Linked DNA regions of Hordeum vulgare: region 2 is linked to region 1. The links are chromatin contacts, called in public Hi-C maps. All regions are on one chromosome and are shown on one strand. Each heading gives the region's core, a stretch centred on a gene start, on an enhancer-like site or on the middle of the called end of the contact. The rest is flanking DNA. Distances are from core to core; before and after follow the strand shown. Region 1 holds the start of LOC123397933. Region 2 holds the start of LOC123451918 (nicotinate-nucleotide pyrophosphorylase [carboxylating], chloroplastic).

Region 1 (3,293 bases), core at 426-2,925:
GGGAAGCTATGAACATATACTCATGGAAGGAAAATGCAGAACAACGCAGGCACAAAGGAGTACAAGGGCTTCAGTCCCAGCTATTTACTTAGATTTCTCTTGCTCTTCCTTGTCGCCGCTTGTTCCCGTGAACCCCCGCCTTTCATTGGCGGACGCGGTGATGACGGGCATCCAGACATCGGAGGTGCTGCTCAGAAGCGATTTCACCTCTGGGTCAGATGTAATGGCAGATGATATCATCTTGTCGACATTATCGAGCCTTGCCGACAACCTGTCCAGCTCTGCGGCTATCTCTAACTGAAGAGAGAGTTGGGCCAAAGCTAATGAGATAATAAAACATAGATTCATGGAATGGGGAACAGCAGGATGTGGTGGTAAGAGTGTTGCAGTTACCTCATCAAGTTGCTTAGGTGCCTGCTCTGGAACCTTGGTGATTTCTAGGCCCAGCGCTTCAATCTTTGCTCTCAATTCTACCTCTTCCTGGTTGCTCATTGACTCCACCTACATATATTAACAAAAGAGAATTGAAAACCTGTTAATTTATCAAGGGTCCATAACCAAAAGACAAATGCCGTATTGCCATGGAAAATATACAAGGCTAAATTGTCTGAAGTAAAAAATATGCTCTGGAAACTGAGGTGAATCGTAGGAGACAATATTGATGAACTGGTATACTACAAATTTTGGAACAAAACATCCATGCATGGCATTCCCAATATTCAGATACAGCTCGAGACAGCAAGTACTGTAGATGCAGATGCATGGAGACACCAATGTAATTATACTCAAGAGTCCATCACCACAAGACAAATGCAGTACTGCCATGGAAAATATACGAGGCTGAATTCTCTGAAGTAAGAAATATACCCAGGAAACTGAGGATTAAGAGTAAACTAACAGTTTTTGCATAACAAGTGTCCGAATCAACAGAGACAACATCAATGAACTGGTATATATATTATGAGACAAAGCATCACATGCATGGCATTGCCAATATTCAGATACAGCTAGACACAGATACCCATAATAGTCGCTAAGTTTCTGATAAAACAATGCAAAATACTCCCTCCATGCCTAAATAATTGTAGTCGGAGAGAACTAGATGGGGATTATGGCTATCCTGTTCTGTCTTGCAAATCAGCACACGATGAAACAAACATACAAACACTGCTGATTTCACGATTTTTGAGTGAAGACCAGGTAAGCTAGTACAGGTACTTGGGTCTTGGGCATTCTGGCTAATATTATGAGATGGGCCTTATGAGATACAAATACAGTAGTGTCAACGATTGTAAGCAATAGCAGAAGCGTCCCCCCCTCTAATCCCGACCAGATCCGTGAAACGAAGGACCTCCTAACGGAGCAAACGGATCCTCCTGGTAGGGAACCGTCAAGCCAGGCTCCAATCGACGGCGGCCGACCGGCGAGGAATCGAGATCGGACGCGGATCGAGACGGCGCGCGCACGTACGTACCTCCTGGAGAAGGTCGGTAAGGAGCTGGAAGAGCTGCGCGTCCGGCCTCCCCTCCCCCGCCATCGTGAAGCTCCTCCGATGGATTGATTTCCCGACGGGATTCTTCTCCGGCGAGTCGTCGCTGCGTTTGCCGGTTAGATTGGATGGATACTTGGCTTGGTTTTGCTTTGCCTCGAAAAGGTGACGTGTCGCTGGAGTCGGAGTTCTGGACTAACTGGCTCCTTTATTGGGCTTGGTACTCTTTTTAGCAGAATTGTTGGGCTTGGTAGATCGGCTAGTAAAGTCAGATATAGTAGCATCTTAAGCCCACGAACAGATACCCCAAACTTTTTTCCTTTATTCGATTTTCTTTATTGGCTCTCAAATAAATAAATTACTTACTTCTGAATGATAAAGGGCATTATATAATGCACTTTTGGACCATGCGTGATTTGGTTCATTTCCTCCATCCGCATTTGTATGTCAGACATGTATTTTTAGCTCTTCAATTTAACTAACAAAACATGTGTAACATGCCATAAAAATACTCAATGTGTAATACACCTAGTGAAAATCACGTATGCCAGGAGTATACTCCAATAGTGATGTAAAATACATAACTAAATTTTGCTTCGAGTAAAATTCACAAGACCAAAAGGTGATTTTTACATCACCAAAAATCTTCAACTCCAACGGATGTATATAGGTGTTGGAAAATACATCATGGTAGTCTTCTTGTGGGTGTCCTATTTTACATCTTCTGTTGGACCACTTGTTGATGTAAAAATAGCACTTGGTGATGCAAATTTTGCTCTAACTGTTAAAGCAGTGTTTTTGCCCTCTCGTGATGTAGAAAGTAGCCTCCATCTATTTTACATCACTAGCAAAAGGGCTTATGCGTTGCAACGGGAGAAAGAAATACCACACGGCACACACTCTTAATTTATAAAAAATGTCTATAATTTGAGAATTTATAGTTACGATACAAATAAAGATGGTCTTATCCTACAAAAATGCAGTTCAAAATTTCACAGGTTTTCTATTTTAACACGGCTTGCATGTAGATTTAATACGTACAAAGAATCAGTCAAGTGACCTTCAGTTTCATCTCTAATCCTGATTTTGTTGACGTGTTCATTCCCAACCCGGATGAATACTGATATGAAAGAAAGACGAATAATGACTTATTTATTAAGATTGCACCATAGGTAGTATTTTTATTAAACGTTTAACAGATAAAAAAATATCATATTTAAATTCTACATATTTTTCTAATCAAATTCCATGTATAATATGTTAAATTTGGAGTTACGGTTTAAAAGATATGAGTATTTAAAAATATATTTAATATATACTACGAGTTTAATGTCATAAATAGTAAGGGCTTTTTGTAAAATCACCTCGGTGGGTTTTCCGACGGAAGCGACAACCTTTTTATTATTAGGTAAAGATTCATTGAAGATGCTCTAAGTTATGATTGTATTAATATCTCTCATGACTTATGGATTCCCTCGTTGGGCTCCCCTCGTAGCCCCCATTAACTTCTCAGTTTCCCTTCCCAACATATCTCAATTATTTCATCTCACGCATGCATTTCTCAATTCTTCTTTTTTTTTAGAAAAGGAGGATTTCCCCCGGCATCTGCATCTGAACAATGCATGCAACCATTTTATTAATTATTCATAGAAACCTTACAATTAGTACATCAGTTTGTTCGAAGCCACCACCTTAGCAACAACTATCGCTACTCCTAACCACTTGATGAAGGGGTGTCGATAGTCCGAGCCTAATACCAAACAAACATCGTACCAAAGCCTAACATCTAAAGCCGGAGTCCCCA
Region 2 (3,476 bases), core at 472-2,971, 120 kb after region 1:
GCACCTATCACCTTTGTCATTGTAGCGATTCCACTCATTCTTTGCATGAAATTTAGCACAACCCTCTCAGCAACAATAATACTCTGGGCACACCCTTAATTAAAGAATGCAAATGGGGGAGAGAATATTAAGACTTGAAAAGGAGTTAACACAACATCACACTGTTAAGTGCTGCCGAATATGGTATTTTCAAGGCTTTTTACCATATACTTTGCCAAACTGCAATCCCTTATGGACATAATTTCCATCAGTCTCAAACCATTGAACCTGGAAAATGTCCAAGAAGGAACAACAGGTACAGACCCATAGTCAATATCACATATGATACCTCAATCTGAATAACCATATCTGCCAGAAGACCAGAACAGAAAACGGGGAATCCGACGCGATAGACATACCTTCAACGATGGATCAACTTGGTTAAATATCATCTCAGCTAGGCTTATGCCTGCGATGACACCATCCTCCTTAGCGATAAAAGTGGCTTCAGCCTTTACATCGGTTGGTATGGTAGCCAAACACGACACATCCCCTGAAAGGTGTTGACAGACAGTTAGAACATTATCACAGTGAAAGATGACACATGTATGACAATTCAAAAGCGGGACAAAGTTTCAGTATCAAAAGAGAACAAAACCCAACCTGCATAGCAACTTGCGAAAGAAATGACACAACTGGAGCTTATCTAGTTATCTCCTTTTCTTTAGCTAATAGGTCACTGTTTGAGCGAGAGAGAATGGTCACAAGTAGGTTGATTACCAGGAAAGCACATGACACGACTGGCTGAAAATACAGACTCGGGATGAAAGCGAATAAACGAAATGTCTGGTACTGATTGCTGGAGAGTGAACATCACATATAGTAATATAAGTGGGTATGAGTTGATCTGATCCATTCAATTTCTTCATTCTTCCATCATAAGTGACCTTTTCCCATGTACTCCAACAACAAGCCAACAGCAACGAGCTCAGCTAGCTAGACACCTGACATCTGAATCCTGTCTGCAGCAGCAAATTGGACAACTAAAATGTTGTGTCTCCTATCGCAATCAACCAGACTTAGGGTGGGAGAGTCAGCAGCAGCACTATTTTAATTTTCCACACACTCTTAAGGGTCGATCGTAGCACAATTTCAACTGCTACTCAATAAGAGTCAGCACCTGGAACTACATGGCGAGCTTAAGCCGGACTGATGCCTGCGAGTGCAACTGTGATCGATCGCGTACAGAAACACTGACGAGCAATTCGAAGCCAAAGAGCGAGGTGCAGTACAGCTGAAGCAGCGACGAAACAAAAATAATTGGCTAGTCGCGCTGTGCGGGCGGCGCGAGGGACTGGAACTCGGGACAGACTAGCACGGTAGTTGTGCAGACTGCGGAGAGGAGTGGCGCAGGCACGTTACCTCGGTGGCCGGCGTCCTCGGAGAGGGCGAGGGCGATGACGGCGCTAAGGTCGTAGGTGGGGTGCGCCGGCGGCGGCACGGGCGACGGCGCCGGCCGCGGCTCGGCCGACATGGAGGCCGAGGGGGCGGCGCGGGGGCGAGCGGGCAGGCGCAGGCGGGCGGGGAGGCGCAGGTTGCCGGAGCGCGCCGAGGAGGAGGAGGAGGGGAGGTGCTGGCGGATGGGCGCGGCGGCGGTGGGAGTCATCCGCGGTCTGCCCGGCGGGGGTTGGGGCGCGTGCCAGCGGCGGAAAGGAGCCGCCTTTTTCTGTGTGTCCGCGGCGCGCGATGGCGATGCGGTGCGGCTTTGCGTTGAACCACACCAGACACACCGGACCGGTGGTGCAGTCCACCCGACCCGGCTCGCGCCTCGGCGGCCTCACGCTCTTTGCTCCTTCGCTTGGCCGAAGGGCAGTCGTGGTCATACTAACGGGCCGGCCCGACCTGCCACAGCACGACCTGCCGAGACATGTTTATTAAATGGGTCGTATCATACCGGCCCACGTGTTCGGGGTCCAGGTCCAAGCACGGCAGGGGGCTATATGAGCCGGCCCGTCGGTACGCCAGGCCTGCTGGCTGTTAGGAATTTAGTATTTTAGGCTGTTATTTGGATCGATTTTGGCATATGTCTGACTATTTTTTGGGTTGATTTTAACATGCTGGGTTGTTTTTTGGTTAATTTGATCTATTGGGCCTTTTCATCTTATATATATATAAAAATAAAAATAAAAAATAAAAACGGTAAATGGACCGTGCCGTCTTGGTCCGCGTGCCCAACCTCCAGCCCCAGGCACGACCTTAGGCGTGCTTCATGTCGGGCCCGAGCACGATTAGAACGTGCCGGGCCAGGCCCGTGTTGTGCCGGGCCCGTGTCGTGCGAGGCACGTGGGCTGTCGGACTGGCCCAGTTACACGACCCGTTTAGCCAGATCTGGTCGTGGTGAGGACTTGGCTGGGTGTTTTTCTTTCGCCACTCAGCGCATCTCCAATTATACTTACAACAAGATCCAAACCGACAACGTTTTTTGTCTTTTTTATCCGTTTGGGTTGGCCGCTCACTCGGCGTCCGTCCAGTTCAAGATTTGGATGGCAGTGTGTCCAACGTCCGCGATCTATTTTATGTTCGCGCATACATTTAAAAAGTCTCGCGGCCGTAGATCAAACCATCAACCATGTTGTCGTCCAAAGTTCATGCTAGCACCATGCGAGCGAGCGACATACAATGCGAGCTTTAGAAAACACCACATAGTTTATACTAACGCACTTGCCAGCGGCCGACACGCATGACAACACAAAAAAGGGGCGGGAGTTCGACCACGCCATCGCGGTCGTGGTCATGCAAGCACACTTGGCGGCATACAAAAAGGATGGCGCTCGTCGCTGTGTATGCCTTCGTTCGTTTGCTCTTTTGCTTGGGGTGCATCCCGGCGGCTTGGTGTTGGGTCACGTTGCATAAATTGAAAAAATTTCTACGCCATATTCAGATCTTCCTATGGAGAGACCAGCAACGAGAGAGGGGTGAGTGCATCTTCATACCTTTGAAGATCGCTAAGCGGAAGCGTTGCTAGAACGCGGTTGATGGAGTCGTACTCGCGACGATTCAGATCGCGGTGTGATTCCGATCTAGTGCCGAACCACGGCACCTCCGCGTTCAACACACGTGCAGCCCGGTGACATCTCCCGCACCTTGATCCAGCAAGGACGAGGGAGAGGTTGGGAAAGATCTTCGGCAGCACGACGGCGTGGTGTCGATGGAGAGACAAGGTCTTCCGGCAGGGCTTCGCCAAGCACCGTGGGAGAGGAGGAAGAAGAGAGATAGGGCTGCGCCGAGAGAGATGGAAAAACCGTATCTCCAAAGGCCAAAAACCCCACTATATAGGGGGAAGGGAGGGGTGGCGCCCCCTTTAGGGTTTCCCCCTTGAGGCCTCGTTTGGTTAAGGGGGATTGGGGAGGTTTTGAGAGGAAAATCCCCGGGAGGGCCAGAAACCCCACAGATCCTCGGGCGCCCATTTGGTAGGAGGGGTTTGCTTAGCCCAATCC

The links. A called contact is a pair of places that touch in the nucleus more often than the background predicts.
Region 2: a Hi-C map of seedling shows a contact between it and region 1, with 4 times the contacts expected there. The contact joins the promoter of LOC123451918 here to the promoter of LOC123397933 in region 1. A contact is called at or near these places in 3 of 6 Hi-C or Micro-C datasets (leaf and seedling) and 1 of 1 datasets of contacts at active chromatin or transcription factors (embryo).

What each region holds. Positions count from the first base shown.
Region 1 is chr5H:512,691,582-512,694,874 of MorexV3_pseudomolecules_assembly, forward strand. LOC123397933 reads right to left here and starts at 1,676. Exons shown (of 3, transcript XM_045092446.1): 1 at 1,475-1,676; 2 at 394-501; 3 at 1-297. The coding sequence starts at 1,537. The coding sequence ends at 85.
Region 2 is chr5H:512,815,541-512,819,016 of MorexV3_pseudomolecules_assembly, forward strand. It overlaps LOC123451918 (nicotinate-nucleotide pyrophosphorylase [carboxylating], chloroplastic), which reads right to left and starts at 1,722. Exons shown (of 10, transcript XM_045128475.1): 1 at 1,402-1,722; 2 at 399-532; 3 at 204-267; 4 at 12-94. The coding sequence starts at 1,645.